Linked DNA regions of Mus musculus: region 2 is linked to region 1. A link is a contact called in public Micro-C data. All regions are on one chromosome and are shown on one strand. Each heading gives the region's core, a stretch centred on a gene start, on an enhancer-like site or on the middle of the called end of the contact. The rest is flanking DNA. Distances are from core to core; before and after follow the strand shown. Region 1 holds the start of Pcdh17 (protocadherin 17). Region 2 has its middle 210 kb from the start of 9630013A20Rik.

What was found. Hi-C and Micro-C count contacts between places; a contact is called where the count stands out from the background.
Region 2: a contact with region 1 is called in a Micro-C map of embryonic stem cells, with 2.0 times the contacts expected there. The contact joins the enhancer-like site here to the promoter of Pcdh17 in region 1. A contact is called at or near these places in 2 of 39 promoter capture datasets (both in the C10 cell line), 3 of 484 Hi-C or Micro-C datasets (embryonic stem cells and myeloid progenitors), 1 of 115 datasets of contacts at active chromatin or transcription factors (neural progenitor cells) and 1 of 9 other capture datasets (adipose tissue).

What each region holds. Positions count from the first base shown.
Region 1 is chr14:84,440,728-84,445,969 of GRCm38.p6, forward strand. Pcdh17 (protocadherin 17) reads left to right here and starts at 2,836. Exons shown (of 4, transcript NM_001013753.2): 1 at 2,836-5,242. It overlaps Gm32498 (predicted gene, 32498), which reads right to left and starts at 2,677. Exons shown (of 4, transcript NR_168882.1): 1 at 1,798-2,677; 2 at 1,371-1,509.
Region 2 is chr14:84,688,040-84,693,281 of GRCm38.p6, forward strand. No RefSeq gene overlaps it. Among named protein-coding and RNA genes, the nearest start is that of 9630013A20Rik, 210 kb to the left of the region's middle. Within about 2 kb of position 2,977, at least 4 of the 459 cell types and tissues checked have an H3K27ac peak or open chromatin away from gene starts, as enhancers often do. A contact at or near this core is called in embryonic stem cells, where this site is marked.

The DNA.
Region 1 (5,242 bases), core at 1,586-4,085:
TAAGATAATGAATAAGAAAATTTTAAATAAATATGATGTGAACACAAAATATGCTTGGAAGAAAGAAAAAGACAGACTTTGAAAACCTTTAACGATTTCTTTTTAGAGTTAAATGTGATTGTCACAACTGATTGGAAATAAGCCAAACAACTTGTACTAAGCTATCAGTCAGTTTCATTGCTGGTTAAGGAAAAAAAACAGGTATAAATCATCACTACAAATAGTTACTTAGGATACATGTCAGTACTCAACAACCATGTCGGATACTACAGCAACAAGAAATATAAGAAACATACTTGTGTTCTTTTTATTCTTGGAAGATGCCCTAAAGCATTCACCATATACACACAGTTCTTTCAGCAAACACTGGGGGGCGGTGTGGCATAATTACTCTGGGGAGGGGGAGTCTAAGCAAATGTATTCTTCTAAGGATATATTTTTCCTGTCACCAAGACCTTTCCTAGGCATTGTGTTTCCAATCTCCCTTCAACTGCATAGCACTATGTTGAATTAAGCCTAATCAATACACCCCAGCCTTCCTTGGAATTGTTTTATTGTTTTATTTTTGCACCATAGTGAAAGTCAAAGACGTCTAATTACTATGCGATTAAAATAAGCTTAAAGTGGTCGTTTTTAAAAGGTAATTCACAGTGTTTCTGAAGATATATCTAAGAGCTACTGCTCTTGTTTAGCTTTGCAAAGTGCTGGTGTTTATCCTTAGAACTCAGGCAGGGTGCGAGGAGAGGGAGATACAAAATAAAAATTGATAAATGAATGTGTGAATGTGTGTTCACTATGCCATAGGCAGTTTCTGGTTATAAAGATTACAAGAATCAACTTCCAAAGCACATGCATTGGACCAATATTTCTAACCAGAGAGACATAAAGAAAGCTATGGCTATATAAGACTTTGTGGTTAAAGACAACTTAGCAAAACAGCCTTTACTTTGGCAAGACTGAGTCCTCTGTGGACTACAAACATATATGCTAAACAACCTATTTAGGGAAGACAAGAAAGGAACATTTTTGAATTTGAAGGTCTGACTAAAAAGATCTTCTCTTTGAATTTTTGAGCTGTTGGTCTCTCAAGGGAATGGTACATTTGGAATGAGACCAGACTGCAAAATCAGACTATATGTTATCTCCTTGAAGCTCTGGGAAATTAATAGCTCCTTGATCTGAACCTTTAAGCAAGTATCCCCAAAACAATATTCAGAGCATTCTTGTAATTGGTCTGGATTTGATTTTCTTTGAAATTCTGAATGATTCATGTTACATATTTTTATAGTAGTCATTCACAATTTATAAATGGCAACTTAACTTCAGTATTTATGAACTACAATCAATACTGTCGCAATCAAAATACTCACCTTCTCTATTTCAACGGATTGTTTTCCTTTGTCCCTCTTAACTCTGCTCCAGAACTGCTAGATCAGAACCAAAACTGATCGTAACTTGTGGATGTTTGTGAAAGCAGTTCAGACAAAAGCAAGCTTTGAGATTCTAAAGCTGGAGATGAGAAATTTAGAATGGGGGGGGGGAGGAGGAAGAGGAGGGAGAGGAAGAGGAGGAAGAAGAGAGAGAGACAAAGAGACAGAGAGAGAATATTTAAACAAACATCATTCAATCTGGTATAAGTTCTTGCCTAAGTTCAGCTTCTATGAATAGGAGACTTTATACATATTAGCAATGCTATTTGATTTGAAAAAAATATCAAATTGCTATTTGGAATTTTAGTAAGATGAACAGAAGTGAATTAGACACCAAAGCTAGGGACATTAAGGGACATTGGATTACCTTGAATGTGGGCTGTGATAGGAGATGGTTAAAAGGTAGAAGTCTAAACACTGTTCAACCAGATTTCAGTTTCATGGAGCTGCAAAACATGTCTTAAGAGAGGCTTGTTCCCTCCTTCGAGACACTGCCTCTCTCTCCACCGGCGTCTGCTTTTCTTCTGAAACACTTTCATAATCAAGTGACTTTCCTTGCATGGGTGCCTGGGGACAGCGGGGATTTCTCTGAGGATGAAGAAAGTTACATATTGATTACAGTTGCTTGCGGCGTGTTTGCTCCCGAGCTAGCTAGCACAGACAGATCTCTAACACTGCACTTTCCTGGCGTTCACCGAAATAAACATCCCACCGTGAGAAAACGCGTACATACACCACACACACACACACACACACACACACACACACGCTCTCTCTCTCTCTCTCTCTCTCTCTCTCTCTCTCTCTCTCTCTCTCTCTCTCTCTCGCTCTCTCTCGGGCGCGCGCACGCATGCGCGCGCACGCACCCACTCCGCACCTCCAGATGAGTGCACAAGGAGTCAGAAAATCCGCAACTCCCTTGGCCCAGTGTTTGTGTGTGTGTGTGTGTGTGTGTGTGTGTCTGTGTGTGTCTGTGTGTAAGCTGACGACGTGGGTTGGTGTGTGGACTAGAAGGCACCAGGAAGACCGCAGCTGCCTCTCTCTGCAAAGTATACGGTGATTCCCCACGCCTGGCTTTACATCCTATCCCCAGTTGAAATCAAATCACTGCCAAACTTTTCTCTTTCTAGAGGAAGACACCCTCTAAACACCAGGGCTACCACGGCTCAGCCCTGGGCGCCGCCGCCGAGACTTAGCGCGGGCTCTGCGGGCCTTGATGCTCTCCGGTCGGACTCAAGCTAGTCAATGACTCTAAAGAGCTGGGGCTGCTGGCCCCGCCCCCGCCTGCCGTTTCTCCGCCTCCCATTGGGCGTGGGCCGAGAAGGCAGGGTCTGGCTCCCCACGCCGATTGGCTGGCAGAGAATCAGTATCAATGTTTAAGCGGCGGCGTGAGGTGAATAGAGTCAGTCAGCAAGAGACGCTGGGGAGAGAATCCGGACTGCGAGCCCGGCGGCTGCCGCAGCGGAGGAGGGCGGCTCGGAGACGGTACTCCAACTGTTGAATTGAATTTTTCACCTTCCATTTCCTCCGCGTCTTGGCTGGCGGAGATGGATTTATTCGGTTTGAAACCTGCACGTCTTTCTCAGGCTTTGGGGTGATCCTGACAGGCACCGCACTAGACTGAAAGAGACCACTCGTGACAGAAAAAAAAAAAAGGAGGAATTAAAATTTAAAAAAAACCTCCACAACAGACTGCACAATTAGCTATGCACACCGATGCTGGACTTTGTGAACAGAGACCGTTGGGAGGAAAATCTTGAACTATGATCCTGGGCTAAGCTGTGAATCATTACTGGAAACGTGCCCCCACCCCTAAGACTGAGAGATTTGGGGGCATCTCACGCCTAACCAAGTGGAAAGGTTTTTTTTAAAAAACAAATAAATATTCGTAAGCAAAGCAGACGCCTTGTTTTGCAGAGCCTCGGACTCCGGCCGAAAGAGGTAGAGTAAAAGTGTTCCTGGATTCAGCTTTGCCTTCCTCCCCCCACGCTTTTTCTCGTTTTTCTTCCCCCACCCCCGACGTGATTCCGGCTTTTTTGTTGTTGTTGTTTGTTTTTTTTTTGTTTTTGTTTTTGTTTTTCCTATTGAGTGGTCAGAGAAAGCCTTAAGAAGAAGCCTCAACTAAGGACTGCGAAGGGAGGACCGTGAGGGGAGAGTGAATACGATTCGTTCCGCTGCTTCTGACTCATCCCGCAGATGAGAACACCTGCATTTCTGGATGTGTCATTCCCGTATACCGAGGCGCTGGGAGAAGCGGAAATAATGTGTAGATCAACCCGTGCCTAACCTCCCCTCGGAGGTGGAGGAGGTAGTTTCCCCGGGTGGGCGCCCTGGCAGAACCGCGGTGGCTGCAGCTCCTCACCCTCTCTGCCTTTCCCAAGTCGACCAGAGACCGTGTGTGAGCCAGACTGCAGAATGCATCACGCCAAGCCTTGATGTATTCCGTCGACTCTACTCCTCCAATTTAAAATAATAATAATAATAAGGGGGGAAAAAGCCTACACTGTTATTCTCTTCAAATATTCACCACTCTTGTTCCTCGCCAAGGTTTTCCTTTCTAGATGAAAAGGAGGCTGGGCCACTGGAAGGAGGTGCTGAATAGAAAGAAAAGAGAGCCACTTGACAGCCCAGCCCTGTGAATGCAGAGACTGTTTCCCTTCTAGCGAGAGACAGGGCAGTGTGTGTGTGTGTGTGTGTGTGTGTGTGTGTGTGTGTGTGCTAGGACTGGGAGGGTAGCTCCCTCCTCCTTTCTAGTCTGCCCTCCCCCCTCCCCCCCCCCCTCAAATCTGCACGTCTAACCATGAGTTGCCTGTTGATTTCCTTTCGCCTGGCAAGAAAAGCAAACTGGAATTAAACTGCAGGGAGAGAAGTCTTTGCTTGCTGGAAGAGGATGGGATGGTAGTGGCGGCTCCCGGATTGGCATAGAGACACACCAGAGTGTTCTACGAACAGAGGCGGAGATATATCTCTATATTTTTCTCCTCCCAATAGGCTCTCGGCGCAAATGCTGATCAGGCTGTGGCTTTCTTGATTTTGGGGGAGAACCCTCTCCGAGGAAGAGAGGGAGGAGCTTGGTAGGGGGAGGAAACTACAAATCGGGACACTTTTTTTTCCTCTGCATTTCCTCCCCTCCCTCTGGCTGCTCGGAAAGAAGAGAGAAAAAGAAGAGGGAGAGAGAAAAAAAGACTTGGCTCGGAGATGCAGTCCGCTGCCGCCGCCGCCTAAACCAGCAAGGCAAGATTAGATCTTTAAATGCAGCAATACACTGCCTGAAAGCCGAGCATCCTGCATAGCGAGCAGACATTTCTCCGTGTGCCAGGGCAGCCTCAAATATACATATGTATCTGTGACTCTTTCTTCGTCCCTATTCATTCCCATCAATCGCATCACCGAATAAGAGTAACTAAAGGATTCCACTTTCTGATCTGCCTGGAGACACACCTCCCGAAGCCCTCCCCCACCGGATTTGAAGAGTATTCTGTAGGCTGCCGGAGGGAGTGGATTTTGCAGCGCCTAGCGGGAGTGAGGAAAACCAAGCAATTCTTCAGCTCATTATCATCTCTTCCAGACTCCGATTTCCTTTTTATCGCCAGCCTCATCACGCAAGTTTGAACCTCCCGAAGTCCAGGCGGGAGAGACAAAGCCTTTAGCTTGCCTTCAGCCGCAGGGAGTCGCCGCCTGGCTCCGAGCTGCTGCAGCTTCGCTGCGCGGCTGCATCTCTCCCAGTGCGAATGCTGTAGATCAACAGGTTCGGGCAACTTGAGCGGAATAAGGAGAGACTGCCTGGTGCCGCAGCCCGGGTGCGGAGGGAA
Region 2 (5,242 bases), core at 1,727-4,226, 250 kb after region 1:
AACATAATTAAATTATTTCCAAGTTTCATTATGCATATATTTCTGAATTCTGAAAATATATTGGTTCATGACAACAGCTCAAAAAGTATTTCATTTTTGTTTCCTTATATATGCGTGTGTGTGTGTGTGTGTGTGTGTGTGTGTGTGTGTGTGTGTGTGTACTCGTGCATGTGAATGCTGTATTGCAGAGGACAGAGGAAGGTGTCAGAGCTCCTGAAATTACCGTTACAGTGTTTGTGGTCTGCACACATGGGTTCTACGAATGGAACTTGGGTCCTTTCTTAACCCCTTGGACATCTCTCTAGATACCTCAAAAAGTAAAAATTGAAAAAAAGAAATTAAGAAGTGTTTTGTGGTTTTTAATTTTGTTAAATTTCTTCGGCTAAGAGCATTTAAGTTAAACTAAGTTCTTAACTTTCCACTATCAGTACTTGTAATTACAAGTACATTAATATTTAATTAACTTACTCCACAGGTACAAATATAGACACGGAATTGCCAAAGTATTTCTTACATTTGAATTGTATTTGTGTTCAATCCCACTTGTTAAGTAAACTTGAAAACATTGTGGTGGGCTTTAATTTTATTCCTGTTACAGCTTTCATCTGGAAAACGACCCAAAGACAGGTATAAGGCTTTGTCTCTAGGGTGTGGCTTCTGGGGAACAGAAGAACCTTCAATAAGTGTGGCCTTTTGGGGGGTGCTCAGATCATTAACTGAAGTGACTTAGAAGAGACTACCAGAGCCAGGACCATTCTTTTTCCTCTTCCTTTTTAATATGAGGGGTTTTGATTTGTCATACATTCCCACCATGACACAAAGCCTTTCCATAGGCTCAAAGTATCAGGATCTAAGAGCCATAGAACAACTTCTCAAATGTATTAATCAAAATGGTCATTTCTTTATAAGAGGATAAATCGACTATCTGAAATATTTTCATATGGCAATAGAAATGTAGTGAGAAATATTTGGAACATTTGATGGTTGGTTTTAAAAGAAACTTCCCAAAGAGGAATGTAACATGGGTATGTTTGCTTGTGCTGATAAGAAGTTAATTCTTTGCTCTGGAAAAATTGTAAAGGTGCCTGTAGGACATTACAGACACCTGCAAGACATCCATAGTCACCATGGGCTAATGAGAAACCTGAATTCATAAAGTTGTTTTAAAAAGTTTGCCAGACAGTCTTTTGAGGAGAGGGCCTATTGTATCTAGCCTACCCAGGTCTGCCGCAGGAATTCTTTTACTGGAATTTATTTTCCATCATTCAACTGTTGTATACTGAACTGCTGCAGCTGTTGTTCAAATGGGCCCAGGTACAGTTCATGCTGGTAGCAAACACTGGCATGTTCCAGCTGATGCTGGTTTTGTTGGCATGGAGAATCCAAGAATTATGGTATCATACGGCCTTCCACTGAGTTTTCAAATGAAAGCCTAGGAGACCAGGAGAGTGCTGTCTTTCAGAGTTCCTGCAAGCTGTCCCCAAATGGACAACATGCGGTGTTGTAGAAGTAAAGTTGAGGCTGTAGTGCAGACATCCTGGATGCAGAGGTGTAGGCAACATGAACTGCTCATCAGGACAAGCTGTGTCTAGCAAAACAAGCCAGCCTGACTACGTAGGGTGCAATCACCATGATCATTAAGGCAAGGTTGATTAAACTTTAGGGAGCCCAGTTTCATGCAAAACCATGCCCCTTGTAGTGGGCATTGTCACCTTGGTGGTAGAAACCACTAGAAGGTCTTTCTGTGGATCAGCATTCCTTTACTTTGCCTATTAGTCCCTCCTACAATGGTTGTCTTTAGTTTGTGGTTACCCTGTCATTATCATCTTGAATGTTTGCTATATGTATTTTAAGTGTTTTACAGAAGTCCACAGATAAATACTGTCGGGCCTTCTGATTTGGATTTTTAAGAATATTGGAATAGTTGGGACTATAGGGACTGTTACTGTGGAAAAGAAATTTTCCATGGTGAAATGGGCATAGGAGCTGGGGCCCCACATGTTTTCCCAATTTGTTTCCTGGCTCATGAAGTAAGGCACTTTGCCCTCTTATATTCTCCTGCTATGATTTTTCTATTGGCAGTGTCCTAAAGAAGTGGAGGAAGCTGTTCATGAATTGGGAAGTCCAAAACTCTGAGCCAAAACATGTTTTTAAATTGATTATGGCAGTTATATGTACTGAAACTTAACCACCACCATTCTTATCAAATGTGTTTAAATATTGGTTGTCTTCCTTTTTAATTTTTATAATGTTGACATATAAGCTAATAGATATTTTGACAGAAAGAAAAATAGAGACCTAATTCCATCTTTCTCTCAAGAAACCAACATTTTCTTTCTAATCTACCATATTTATGACCTCCAGAAAAGTTTAAATATCCACCTACCACATATTACACCATCTGACGAATTTGTATCTCATCTCTTTGACCTAAGAGCATCCATATCTATTATTGTACTAATGTTTTATAAAGTATAGCAAAATTATATACCTATGAAAAATTTGAAATTATGCATCTTACCTTTATAAAACATAGTATACTATATATTAGTTCAAAAACTTTATGTTTGATACCTTTTAATTGTGGTGGAATAAAATCATGCATGATTATCAAAGTCCTTTGTTGTCCAAGATATTATTTTACTGTGAAAAGGTGTTGTGGTAAATCTCCTTCCAAATATGCCCTGGCAATGAAAACACAACACAGTTACTATGATTACATGTTGTGCGTCTAGGTTGGGCAGATCTCCCGCTACACTACCATCTTCCACAGCTTATGAGACCCCTTAGAACTCCAGGCCTTGCGCTTCTGCTCCGCTTTTCTTCTTCTTCCTCCTCCTCCTCTGCATCCCCTCCCTCTACCATTTTCTCCTTCTTCTCTCTCCTTCTGCTCCAACTTCCCTTTATCTGCCCAGTCATCGGCTCTCCTTTATTTTACAAATTAAGGTGGGAATCAGGCTTACAGGAAACCTGAGTGCTGACTCATTCCTTGTTCACAAGCACTCAGAGAAGAAAGGAATTAAATATAACTAGCCCCAGAGCTATCCATGACAAAAAGGTGGTTTTCTTGGTGGTGGAATTTGGACCCTACTTTTTGATTCACTTTTTGTATATCTCAGAATTCCATATAATCACAGTGTAAGACCAAAAGGAACATTAGTGTATTCAGTCTGCATGGCAGCAAACTTTGTCCATTAGGAAAACTTTGAGATTTTGCAGTATTTGTGAGTAGATAATGTAGTGCAGTGGCTTTTGTATTGCAGTTGTATCAGTGATCTTTATCATCTTTCCCCCTTCATATTTCATTGCTTTTTTCTTTATGATGGTAATCTGAGAAGAAAGCTATGAGCACTTTGCAGGTAAACCACAGGGATTTTTTGAAGTAACATTTAAGCAGGTATATTTTCAGCTTGTTACATCAAATACTGTTTTCCTGTGAGCATTTGTTGTGAATTGATTAGTGATAATCCTAGGTTAAAGATATTTCTTCTTTGTGTAGCTTTATGCAACAGATGGCTAAATCCCTGTTGACAGCTAATTGACAAGGAGGGGAGGGGAGAGTGACAGCAATTACAGTGATGCATTGTGAGTATGCCCTTACCCACGTCCAGGTGAGATAGACTATTGCAAACAATCTCCCAAAAGACAGAAACAAAAGGACACAAAATTGTCTCACCAGAATTGGCTGATGAACTTGAACTTGTTAAATTATGCAACACGGAGGAGGATTCCTTACAAAATACGATGATACCCACAAGGGAAGAATGTACATTGAAAGGAAGCAAAAGAAAAAAAAAGTACGTAGAATTTTTTTTTGTACAAATTAATTTGTCTCATTAACAAATTAATAAAAACTATCTGTCAGGGTTCTCTATAGTCACAGAATTTATGGAATGTCTCTGTATATTAAGGGAATTTATTGTGATGACTTAAAGTCTGTAATCCAACTAACCCAACAATGAGCAAGTGAATGGGAAGTCAAAAATCCAGTAGTTACTCAGTCCATGAGACTAGCTGTTTGTTTCAGCTGGACTTTTGTGTGAGCTGGAGTCCTGCAGAGGTAGGTTCCAGCACATGTTCTGGCAAGTAAGAGCAAGCAGGCAAAGGAGAATGAGTCTTCTTTCTTTTCAGTGTCCTTGTGTAGGCCTCCAGCCAAAGGTGTAGCCCAGATTAAAGTGTGTACCAGCACACCTGGATCTGGGTCTTGCTTTGTCCCAGGCTGGCCTTGAACTCAGAGATCTGTTTGGCAGAGTTTCCTGGGATTAAAGGGATCTATTACCTTTCCTGGGCGTAAACTTTTCATGCCACTATGCCTAAAGATATATATGTCAAGAAGCCTGTGTCTTCTACCCTCAAGAACTGGATCACAGGATTGCCCTCCATTTCTGGATTGCAGTTCATTCCAGACGTAGTCAAGATGATAACCAGGAATAGCCATCACACTATCTCTAGCAGAATTTGCTACAATATGTTTAATATCACTGAATTATTAATTTTAGAAAAAAGCAACTTTCTCCATCCTCAATATCCAATACTTATAAATTTTAAACTTTCCTTTTTACAAAGTATAATTTAAAATCAATTCTTATTTAGTTGAAATAGAGAGATTATGAAGATAGCTTAGTCATTGAGAATTCTTGCTACTTTTTCGGAGTGCCAGAGTTCAGTTCCCAATATTCACATCGAAGTGAGAGTATTTACTATCACCTATTGGTCTTGTTCCAAGATATTTGCATCTCTTTTCTGGGCTCTGTGGTCACCCCACACAAGGTCCCATGCAGACTGGTACACGCACACGCACGCACACACACACACACACACACACACACACACACACACACACACAGACAATTCTGGGAGATAATGAATTAGTCTTTCCCAGAAATGAGCCCTCTTATTAGCTCACCAAAAGAGAGTTGTGGATATTGAAAACATATATACACATTCAAAATAAAAAAAAACACAGCAGGTTGTATTTGTGCATTTGTGTGTGTGTGTGTGTGTGTGTGTGTGTGTGTGTGTGTGTGTGTGTACATACTAATGATCAATAGAAAAGAGAGTAAATTGCTATTGGTATTGGGGAGAGCATGGAAAGGAAATCAACAGATGATGTAGCTGGGTAAGATGGACTGAGGTAATGCTATTTTAAATAAGAGTAGATTTTAAAAGAAGAAAGAAAGTTAAGTGGGATAGAGAGTCTATAATCTGTCTAAACAAATCATAAATACTCAAGGTCTGCTTA